Linked DNA regions of Zea mays: region 2 is linked to region 1. Evidence: chromatin contacts called from public Hi-C data. All regions are on one chromosome and are shown on one strand. Each heading gives the region's core, a stretch centred on a gene start, on an enhancer-like site or on the middle of the called end of the contact. The rest is flanking DNA. Distances are from core to core; before and after follow the strand shown.

What was found. A called contact is a pair of places that touch in the nucleus more often than the background predicts.
Region 2: a Hi-C map of ear shows a contact between it and region 1, with 2.4 times the contacts expected there. The contact joins the promoter of LOC100191578 here to the promoter of LOC100502430 in region 1. A contact is called at or near these places in 2 of 25 Hi-C or Micro-C datasets (ear and tassel).

Annotation. Positions count from the first base shown.
Region 1 is chr1:96,165,581-96,171,551 of Zm-B73-REFERENCE-NAM-5.0, reverse strand. LOC100502430 reads right to left here and starts at 2,962. Exons shown (of 2, transcript NM_001357792.1): 1 at 2,466-2,962; 2 at 1,033-1,487. The coding sequence starts at 2,827. The coding sequence ends at 1,169.
Region 2 is chr1:96,330,772-96,336,742 of Zm-B73-REFERENCE-NAM-5.0, reverse strand. LOC100191578 reads right to left here and starts at 2,129. Exons shown (of 8, transcript NM_001137008.1): 1 at 1,912-2,129; 2 at 1,564-1,646; 3 at 723-782; 4 at 509-617; 5 at 379-431. The coding sequence starts at 1,990.

The DNA of each region.
Region 1 (5,971 bases), core at 1,713-4,212:
AGCTACTAGTCACTTGGCAGGATTTGCAGTAACTTTACTGTATATATATAGTTACGGCATGTTTCTGATCTGCGATGATACCTAACTAACTAGATTGCGTTTACCGAAAGAAAGAAAGAAAGAAAAAACAAGGAACGAGACGGCAAAACTTGATGCTTTCCTTTTGCCTTTCATGTCACACGCAACAAACCATGACGCCATCGCTTGTTCCAGTGATCCTTCCACCGCGATCGATCCGCTACATCAGGTTCAGGTCTACCGAGATTTTCTGACTGAAACTTCCACCGGCACTCTGTAGTTTCAGCCGCTCGATCTGGATCTCGATCTGTGCATTCAGAGAGGTCTTAGGTCACTGAGAAGTAAGTAACTGAGCACACGACGTTTCCTGTTCGGACGACGCACACACAGTATTGGCCTTTTGGGGATGGACAGCCGAGAAACATGCCATGTTCTGACTAATAATCCCCCGTTTGCCCTCCACCATGCATGCATCCCACGACGACGTCCAATCCCTGGCTCCCTGCTCTCCCCGCACCAGCTGCGGCGGCGAATAATCTCCACTGGATGGAGTAACAACTAAGGGCTTGTTCGGTTATTCCTATCCCATGTGGATGAAATGGGATTGGAAAAAATTGTGAAAGATTTTGATTTGTTTGAGATTGAAACTCATCCAATCCCACCCAATCCACATGGATTGAGAGCAAAACGAACAAGCCCTAACAAGGGATGGAAATTGGAAAAGGGAACGCGAAAAGAGAGACGACAGGCGACAAGCGGTGTGCTGTGACTCACATGCGCACGCACAGCACAGGCACCCACCGGGCCGGAAGAACAATCGCGCGCCGAACAGAGAATCCCAAGCCGATCCATCCATTTTCTCATTGATCCATGCATGCATGATCCGTCGAACAATGGTGAAAACAAAAATTTCCCAAGAAGAATCCTGACCCCACCCACGTACGATCCAATCCACCTAAGGCCGCAGAACTACGTACCCCGAGAGCTCACTAGCAACGAACGACCAACACATATGTACCAAGACAGACCATCACCAAGGAAGAAGACGAGTCGACACCACCAGCCAGCGCGCCCCGCCAGGACAACAAAGAAAAGAAAAGAAAAGAAACGGCTGCATCCACCGGTCGGGCACGCTTGCACGGCCGGTCGATCAGACAGTGAGCTGCGGCTGGCTGCTGTGACGGTGGCAGGCTGCGGCGGCTGCTGCGACCGCGGCGGGGTCGTCGTGGCGGTCAGACGTGCCGGCGGCGCCGTAGCAGTAGTGCAGCCTTGGGGGCGCCTCGACGACGGGCGCGGGCGCGTCGTCCAGGTAGGCCATCTCGCTCTGGAGCACGGCGCAGTAGGAGGCGAAGGCGGCGGGCGTGACGTTGAGGTCGAAGGCGATGCCGAACAAGAAGTCCACCTCGAGGTAGTTCATCTCCACCAGGCTGATGCCGCCCACCCGCGCGAAGTAGGCGTTGTTGTAGCATCTGCAGCGCCCACACCACAGCAGGTGAATGAAGCTATAGTACAAAACAAAACAGCAGACCACACACCCTGACATAGGAAGGAGAGTATGAATTCTTTTTTAACAACCAAAAAAAATGGATGGTTCACGCATTCGTCCAGCTGTACGTAGCTTGTTTTTCGAAGGCGATGAAGACAGACAGGGGGTTGGGTAGGACAAGGTGAATGTGCTTTGGTAAGAGTGGTGGTGGATCGGCAGCAGCCAGCAGGCAGGCTGTGTGTGACTGTGTGAGTGTGCTGTGGGCGCGTCATCAGCCTCGGGTTCCACAACTGTCCTTGTGACCAACCCAGTGGCTTGTCTTTGATGCAATGCCAGTTGGAAACTGTGACAGGGAAAAGGTTACCGAGACCGATCTGGGGCCCATGTGTGTATTCCAATTCCAAATCCCATGTGTGACAGTCATGCATGGGAGTGTGCTGCCGATGATCACGCCAAAAGCAAACGAAAACTCCAGTTACCGAATCATGTATTTTCGAAGCCCATCTCATCTATACGACTACCATGACGCTGAACTTCTAGTGTCGATTTTTAACGTCAGCCTGTACTGAACAGTTCTTGGGATCACCACATGTATTACGCACCTCCAGTACTAAATCACGTTTTAATATACTCCTTCCGTTTCTTTTTATTTGTCGCTGTATCCAGCGACAAATAAAAAGAAACGGAGTAGTTACTAGTATTACATGTGAAAAAAAATGTTTTCAGAACAATTTGTTTTTTGAATTCGGAAGCCAGCACTTGCGCGGAATTCAACTTGATGAACCGTAGTTGTGCTGAGATACTGTATGTTTTTATTTTCCATTTCCGTATTTTAGAGTGAAAAGGTGAGCGGAATTCGACTTGAAAATCTACTGTGTTTTTTTTTTGCCTGTAAAATTTTCCATTTATTAAAAGGTGAATGATGGAAGCAGGGAGGGCAGAGCAGCTATATAGCACGCACATGTCGTCGACGAACTTGACGGCGGTGAGGACGGAGGTGATGAGGAGGCGGTGGACGTTGAAGGAGTCGACGGCGAGCGCGGGGCGGCGGCGCAGGAAGCGGTCGAGGTAGATGTAGGCGACGACGTAGCAGGACGGGCTGCAGCCGGCGAAGCGGAAGATGCGCTCCAGGTAGCCGCCGATGGAGATGGCCGGCTTGGTGAGCCCCTGGAACGCCGACAGTACCGGGGGGCCAGCAGCAGCAGCCGGCGGCGGCGCCGCCGCCGCGGCGTCGTTGCGTTCCGCCACGCGCTGCAGCAGCGCCGACAGGATGGAGACCACCCGCGGCACGGCCGCCGCCTCTGCCCCCTCCCCCGTCGTCATGGATGATGGATGGATGGGTGGGTCGATCGGGGTCCGGGGAATGGGCCGAGCGAGTGGCCTGAGTGGAGAGAATTCTTATTGGTCGCTTCAGTTCTCCTTCTTCTTCTTTTATGTTGGTGGTGCTGCCTGCCTTGGGAACTACTTGGGGCTTCGGAGGAAGGAGGAGAGGTGATGGTGGTGGTTATAAAGGGTGGGAGAGGGAAAACGCTAGGAAAGGCCGTCGTAAAAAAGAAAGATTTGAGCTTTGCAAGTTGGCATGATTAGCCTGCCAACCAAGCCATCTCCCCTCCCTCGGTCCCTCCATGTCATGGTCTCATGGATGGAGAGTCACTTTCTTTTCTTTTTATTTTTTTACGTACTGCAGATGGAGCATTTGTCGGCTGCCAGCAGAGAGCGGAGGTACTACTCCACGCTAGTAGTACTAGGTAGTAACGGTGGGTGCAGTAATAAAAAGCCTGGCAGAGCAGGCCCTCTGGTCGATCCGGACGTCAGGTATCCATCCATGGTAGCAAGCTTGGATCGCGTGTCAGGTTTGCCTGCAGGGACGATGGAGTGACGGACAGGTATCGTGGCCTCCACGACGGCCCGGCGCATCCGAAGCTAGCTCTGAAAAACAAATCATCACCCGGCGGCGCATGTCGCTGTTGCAGGAGAGAAGAGAACGGAGACGAACGCATCTGTTATCTGTTACTGTTAGTCTGATCGATGTCTGTTCCCATGTCGTTTCCGCAGCTGTTAGTCTGTTACTGTTAGGTAGGCAGTGACCTCGACGATGCATGCCGCGCGCTCCGGTTCAGCGAGAATTAGGTGCTCCGCAGTAGTTTCGGCGGCCAGCTAGCTAGGTGCGGTGTTTCTGCCAAACATTTTTCCGTGCGCGGCACACCGCCGGGTTCAGTGTTCCGGCCACTCCTAGTACTTCTGTCCCTGATACAAGTGCTTCAGTTCAGAGACGGTGAAAACGTTTTCCTGACGGATTTCGTGCGGAACAGCAGGTCCCAATGCAAGTTGGTCTGTCAGTTACTAGTCAACCCGAGACAGTGTCGGTGTCAGCTTCAGCAGTGACAAAAGACAGTGGATTAAATTTTTTGATAAAATGGCAGCGGGTGAAGAGAGGAGAGAGTGGCAGATACTAACAGCGATAGTATGGCTGTTCGTCAGGGAGAGAGAAAAAAAGAAAGAAAGAATATGATGACATGCCAGTGTGGAGCAGACATCTGGTTGGGTTGGGACGGTCACCACTGGCACTCACGCCGGCGGGACGACACGACAGGCTTGCCCTGGCCGTCATGCCATGCCGCGCAACAGTACGGCGCGTGCATGCAGCAGTAACATGCACGCTGCTCAGCACGTCGCCGGGCTATAGCGTCCACGATCCACGCACGCATGTGGCAGCTGCCTGCCTGCACCATCGCAAGGAACGGACGGACAGAGAGAGAGAGAGAGAGAGTGGATGGATGGAGATGGAACCTAGCTAGCTAAAACACTTGTTAAAGATTACTGAGGAAGAAGAGAAGGAGGAGGAGGAATCTGGCCACAAGAGAGAGCACATGATAGTAGACAGACACCTTGGCACGTTGCTGCTATGCAAATGCAATGCAAGCGCGCTGTGTGTTGGGCTCATGTGTCAGCTCCTCTTCGCTGCCATTGTCTGCTTGCTTGCTTGCTTGCCCCCCCGGGGCCTTTCCGGATTTAATAGCCGATTTTATCGGATCCGTGGTCCACTACTACCACCAGTCCACCACCCCCCCGCGCGCTGCCTGATCCATGTGCCCAGGGACTAGTTTATTTATCGATTCCGTCCCGCCACTAATCAAAGGCCTCCGCTAGCGCTAGTTCCCTTCTCTCACATATACTGTTGCAATTGCGCAAAAGCCGGCAGATGCGCGCTGCATCATATCCTTGCCTGTGCTCAGTGCCTCAGACGCTAGCTAATCATCGATCACATGCAACAAAAGACGTCAGTTGTTTAATTAACTGTGTGCCGTGCTGTTTTTATAAAGATTGCAAAAAGAGCGAGAGAGAGAGAGAGAGAGGAAGTGGAGCAGTGTGTGCATCGCATCGCATGCCACCACGCGAGATCGCGTCTATCTACATGATGTGCCTGACTGCAGCTAGCTAGCGATTATTCAGTTTGCAGCAACACATCACCCTGCTATATCTATCATGAGATGAGCAGAGCAGGAGCTGAAAGGCTGAGGGACAGGCGGACGGACAGCATCTGGTGTCTCGCGTGCGAAAGCCACGCTTATAGTTCTGCTCTGCTCGGTTGATTGGTCGCTTGCCTGTTTTAGCTGGCCGACGGCGATCAGGGCCCAAACTTTACCGCGCGAGAATGCCAATGCCAGCGTGCGTACATGTGGCCGGCGCGACGGGCCGACGGCGAACATGCGGTGGCAATCGGCACGCACAGGTCCTATCTGTCAGACTGTCACCGCAATGGCGTCCTGAGTGAAGCAGCCCACCAGGCAGCAGCCAGCAGGCCGCTTCGTTCGTCGGCTGCTTGGCGCTAGTTGCCAGTGTCCAGCAAGCGACCAACTACGAATACGATTGGCGGTGACAGAGTCCCGCCCAGCGGTTGGGTTGGCGACTGGCGTTGGCGATTATAATATTCCGGCCTCTGCAACCACCAGCGATCCAACCAAAAAAAAAACAACCTAGCCCAACCCAACTATTCTATTCTAGGCCCAATGGGCAGACTGTGTTATGCAAGCTTGGAGCCCAGAATTTTTCCCATCCCGATCCAATAAAACAGATGCCGGGGACATGGTACGAAATGCTAGAATAATCCGTTTTTTCCCTGGCCGATCTTAAGTAACTTTTTTCTTTTTACATGTACAAATAATTAAAATTATAATTGTATATTCTAACTTAAAAAATTATTTGGTTATGTTGAGCACCATATATACCACATCGAGAGGCCAAACGGCAATCCGAGGCACGTATGGTATGCGAGTGGATCATAACAGGCGGTTTAGCCCCTTTTTCGTGCGTCCATCTAAACTCGCGGATTACATTGAGGGACGCCTAACGGATCCAGACCTTTCCTATATATATGAAGAGGTAGGATTGATTGTGGGCAATAACAATCGAACCAATCAATCTATATTTTATTACTTTACATTCTTTCCCTAAGAGTAGCAGTAA
Region 2 (5,971 bases), core at 880-3,379, 170 kb before region 1:
TCTGCGGCGCAGCGGCTGGGCTGAGGACGACGGTAGCTGGCGGGAGCGACTAAAGGTCCAGAAAGACCCATTAGCACATAGAACGTCCGTAGAACGCTTAAAACGTCATAGAACGTCCGTAGAACGCTTACACGACGCTTAAACGTCCAAAACGGATGTTCAACACCAGTTTTTTAGAACGTGCGGACGTTTTAGATCCTAATCACGTTCTACCGCTTAAACGACGCTTAAACGTCGTTTAAACGACGTTTTAATAACAATGATGCCACTGGCCAATCAACCAAACATCAACAATGAACTTCTTTACAGCTATTTCACTAATTTTCGTGTAGAAACTATATGTTCGGAAAATATAAGCAGAAGGGTCCAGAAAATCACCTCCTTTCGTTCAATAAACCCTGTGCCATCCATATCGTATAGCTTGAACGAGACTGTCAGGTAGTTCAAACTTTTTAGAAAGATGAGATAAAAATCATAATGAAATGAAATGAAAAGGATAAAAACCTACAATCGACTTTTTCTTCCATTGGGATATTTGGATGAAACACATTTAGAGCTCGGACAAAGTCACCAAAATCAATGACACCCCTTTTCTTGACATCGAAAAGGTCAAATATCTGCAAGGCCAGTTTCATGTCAATTTAACTGATGGCAATAGTGCATAAAGCAAAATACAATAGTGATGAAATTCAAATGAGTATAGTTGCCAAGCAGATGCATACCCGATTGGCGAAAAGATTTTCTTTCCTCTGATTCTTAAATAGTGCTAGCTGGAATTCTTCCTACGCAATATAAAATGACAGCGAAGATTAATCACTCTTAGGTTGTTATGTCCAAAAAAATTTAGTTCTCAATGGCATAAAGTGATATTCTGCATGACTTAGCATGACAGTTAAAAAACTTTACATAACATGGTGTTTGAAATAAATATAGAACCAAAATACACTTCCTCTAGTTATGCAGTTCAAATTTAGCTTATCCAAAATATGAATGGCACATGATACAATAGCTTATTTTTTAACAGGTATTTCGTCGTCGTACGCCCATAACCTTAGACGGCACCTCACTCCAATATTGATATATTACTTATGAGTATTTCAAAGAGGTATTTTCTTGTTGTGCACCTGTAAACTGAGAAGGCACCTTACTCCAATCTAGACAGATAACTTATGAGTATGTTTCGATTATTGCATCTTTGATTGAAAAAATGTAGAAGTGTGAGATAATTTGATATATAAAGTAGAGCACTTGATATATCATTGGGTTGTATTGTAAAGAAGGAACACTTGGCAAGGAACAACCATGAGCAGAACAAAAACAAACATTTGAACGTAAATCTTGGTGCCTACAAGCTAAAACTACAAAAAGTACATAAAAATGGAATTGCAGCATAATTTCAGAAGCTGAAGAGATTAAAAATACAACTTGTAGGAACCAGTTTCACTTTCCAGTCTTACGATCAGCAAGGAGAGCTAACGATGACATGGCTACTGAGCATATTTGACGTTCATACCCAAAGCTGGCAATATGATAAGGAATACAGAGGCGACCAATAGAATATACCTTGTTGATCAGGCCATCATCAATCACCGAACCACTTATGCTCTTGAACAGCTCGAATAGAGCCTCAACCTCACTAACGCTGACTACAGAAGCAAAACAAAAGCACGTACTTAGCTAGATCTAGTGAGGGAAATTTAGAAATTACAGAAAACGCAAGAATCATGCAGCATGCATCCAGTGCTCCTACACAGATATCTATCCTAGTACACTACACCATATCTAGACGAAACATTTGGCATCTCCAATCCCATTCCAACAACGGCAATCATTGAAACTAAATAAGAAAAAAAAGGAACTCACGCGAGTAGCTCGTATGCGTATGGCAAGGAATGGGATTGGCGAACTCACAGGCGGTCTGGGAGGCGAGGTGCACGGGGTCCTCGTAGCCAGGGTGTTGCCGCTTCGCCGTGGAATGGAAGCACCCCATCGCCGCGGCGGGGCGTTTCCTAGAGCCGACCCAACCACTCAAACCAATCAATCTGCTAGCCCAGCCGCCCGCGCTTCCGCCTAGAAATGGCCGCCCCGCTCGCAGCTGTCTTCGCCGCGGAGCCGCGGCCCCGGAGGAGGCGAGGGAGTGAGGAGCACGAGGGCAGCGGCGGCAAGTGGATCTGGGCCGTCGAGGCGGGGTCGGATGACGGAGACCGGGGGTTTCGGCTGCAGCCTGGGTTCTTCTGGCGAGGCGAGGCCGCCGTCCGGGCGCGGGCGGGGGAAAAGGAGGCGATGCGACGAGACGCGGCGGCGATTGGTTGGACGAAGCGGGGTGCGGAACGGACCTGAAGCCGGGGGTCGCAGACTGGTCGCGCTCGCGCCCACCACGCGTCGGAGCGGGGCCGAACCGACCCAGACGAGGCGGGGAGCTGAGCTCCTGGCCCCGCTGCGCTACCCGGAGGCTGGGGCTGCCGCCCTTCCCCCGTTCGGCCTTGGGGTCGGGTCAGCCTCTGCCACGCGGGCGCATGTGCGCGTCCCCTTAGACGCTTCTTCTACTGGAAAAGGGCCAAAACGTGCAGCGAAAAAGGAGCCGAGACGAAGCCGCCCGACGGCAGAAGGATTCGGACGTGACAACGCACCGTGCGGCTATTCCCAGCCTCGCGCGTCGCTCGCGATACCCAGAATTATGGCTGAAAACGATAGGAGACGTATAAAACATAATGATATGTTTGTTCAGTTGGTTAGGTAAGTATGGACGTGAGTTTAATTTAAAGCACAAACACAGTTCAAATTTTCTTTTATGCACAATTTTAGTTTTTTACGTCGCTTAAAGTTATGTTTGGTTCAATTTTCTAAACCAGATTCTACTAAAGATCCAATATCTCAACCAAACGAGTACAACAATAAAATATATTTCTAAAAATCTACATATGTCTCTAATTCAATTTAGAAACAACTTGTACTCAGATTTTCTATATTGTTGCCATCCATGTTACCAAACTATCATGTTTTTACAGAATCTATAGTTAATAGTTGTTTCAACCATACATATTTTAGCTTTTTTATAACTATCGACCGTGGAATGTATCATCACTTATATAATCGATAGTCTGTTAAGGGTGTGTTTGTTTGACTTTTCTGAACCAAATTCACTACCAAAAATCTAAAATCTCAAGAACAAGTACAATAAAACAACATATTCCTAAAAATCTATATATTTAGTTCAATTCAGAATCACCTTCTAGACAGATTTCATGGATTGTTGTCATCCATGTTACCAAACTATCATGCTCTTACAGAATCTATAGTTGATAGTTGTTTCAACCATATTGTTGGGGGTCTGCTTTGTCGCTGAAGGTCCTGTGAGAAGAAACACATTCGGAAGATCAAAACAGAAGCGGTGCCGAAGCTACAATCTAGGGTGCTTCGGCATGACAACGCGCCTTGAGACGAAGGGCAGCACCGACTTAAAGAGTAAAAGACCGTTTAGTCCATGATAACTTGTGTCATGGTTATAATTAGTTATCAAGGGCACGAATGTAATTTTGTCCGGGCTACGTCCCGTGCCTATAAATAGATGAACAGTACCCTTGTAGTGTTCACGCTGACTTGTACTTGCTCGTGCCTCGCGTTTGTATCTTTGCCTTCTATCAAGCCGAAAGTACAAATGTAATTCAATATTGTTCTTATTCATTCATGATTATATAAAAAAGATATATACATGGTATCATATGATTATTCATGTTATTTCTCATGTTTCATATGCTTCATCTTTCATTTATATATACTGTGATGATGAAGGTACTTCCTTCATGACCTTCGTCCAAAGATCGTTATATCGTTAGGGAAATAATGCTTCAAAGGACGAAGGGCATTAACCATTAATATATCCTTTGTGTTGCCTTGTTCTTAATTCATAGCATTTGAGAACAAGTCTCCAACATTGACGCCCACCGTGGGGCGAACTCACTTCCACTGTTGAGCTGATGGCTTCGTTCAACAACCAAGCTGAAGTACCTTCGGCTACGAAGCTGGTGCTTCCGATAACAGGTGGTTCAAGTTCGGAACCGGCTAACAAGAAGCAGAAGAAGGAAGCGCAGAGAAGGGTGCAGCATGTTGGGGTGCAGGGACCCTTCATCAAATCAAAATGGTCCCACATCCCAATCACCTTCTCCCAGGAGGATCTTCAGCTTAAAGATTACCCTCATAATGATGTTATGGTCATATCTTGTGTCATCAAGGGATTTCTGGTCCATAATGTTCTGGTTGATATAGGCAGTGCAGCGGATATCATATTTGCTAAGGCCTTCAGACAGATGCAAGAGCCAGAAGACAAGATTCATGATGCTACTCACCCTCTTTGTGGCTTCGGAGGAAGGCAGATTGTAGCACTCGGCAAAATCACAATGTCGGTTACCTTCGGCTTTGTTCATAACACAAGGACCGAATAGGTTGTCTTTGATATTGTTGATATGGAGTACCCCCTATAATGCAATCATTAGTCGTGGAACACTTAATGCCTTTGAAGCAATACTTCATCCAGCATATCTATGCATGAAGATACCTTCAGAACAAGGGCCCATTGCTGTTCATGGAAGTCAAGAAGCTGCCAGAAAGGCCGAAGGAAATTGGACAGACTCAAAAGCAATTCACAATATAGATGGAACCGAAGTATGTGAACAGTACAAATACAAAAGAGAGAAGGCTGCTTCGGCAGATCAGCCGAAGCCTATGCTTCTATGTGAAGACATAGCAGAGCAAAGGTATTGCTGGGGTCTTAGCTATCTGAAGAACAAGAGAAAACTTTGATAAGATTTTTATTCAACAACAAAGATGTCTTAGCTTGGTCAGCCAATGATCTCTGTGGTGTCAATAGAGATGTCATTGAACATTCACTCAATGTGGATCCATCCTTCAGGCCAAGAAAGCAAAGGCTTCGGAAAATGTCTGATGATAAAGCCGGAGGTGCTCGGAATGAAGTGAAAAGACTTCTCAGTGCTGGTGTCATCAGAGAGGTAAAATACCTAGAATGGTTAGCCAATACTGTTATGGTGAAGAAGACCAATGGCAAATGGAGAATGTGTATTGATTTTACAGATCTTAACAAGGCTTGTCTGAAGGATGAATTCTCATTGCCAAGAATAGATTCTCTAGTAGACGTAGCAGCTTCTTCAGAGTTCATGAGTCTACTGGATTGTTACTCTGGCTACCACCAAATCTGGATGAAAAAGGAAGATGAGCCAAAAACTAGCTTCATAACCCCCAGTGGCACATATTGCTATCTTCGGATGCCTGAGGGGCTCAAAAATGCTGGAGGAAGCTTCAGCAGAATGACAGCCAAGGTCCTTCATTCTCAGATAGGCAGAAATGTGTTGACCTATGTTGATGATATCATAGTGAAAAGCACGAAGCAAGAAAATCATATTGCTGATTTGCAAGAAATATTTGCCAATTTCAGGCAAGCTGGCCTGAAATTAAATCCAGAAAAATGTGTTTTTGGAGTGAAGAAAGGCAAGTTCCTTAGCTGTCTGGTATCAACGAAAGGAATTGAAGCTAACCCAAGCAAGATCGAAGCTATCCTTCGGATGGAGCATCCAAGCACAAAGAAAGAGGCTCAACGACTGGCAGGAAGATTAGCATCATTAAATAGATTCATATCTAGATCAGCGGAAAGAAATCTGCCATTTTTTGAAATACTAAAGTCAGCCGAAGTCTTTCAATGGGGCCCGACACAACAAAAAGCTTTTGAAGAGTTGAAACAATATTTAATTGATTTAACAACATTAACTCCACCCGCGCCAGGGGCTCCATTGCTCTTATATGTGGTAGCTTCGCATTCTGCAGTGAGTGTAGCACTGGTATAGGAGAAGCTAGATGGTCAGGCTAAAAAGCAAGCTCCAATATACTTCGTCTCTGAAGTTCTAAGTCCATCAAAGAAAAATTACACAGAATTGGAGAAGGTATTATATGCTGTGTTAAT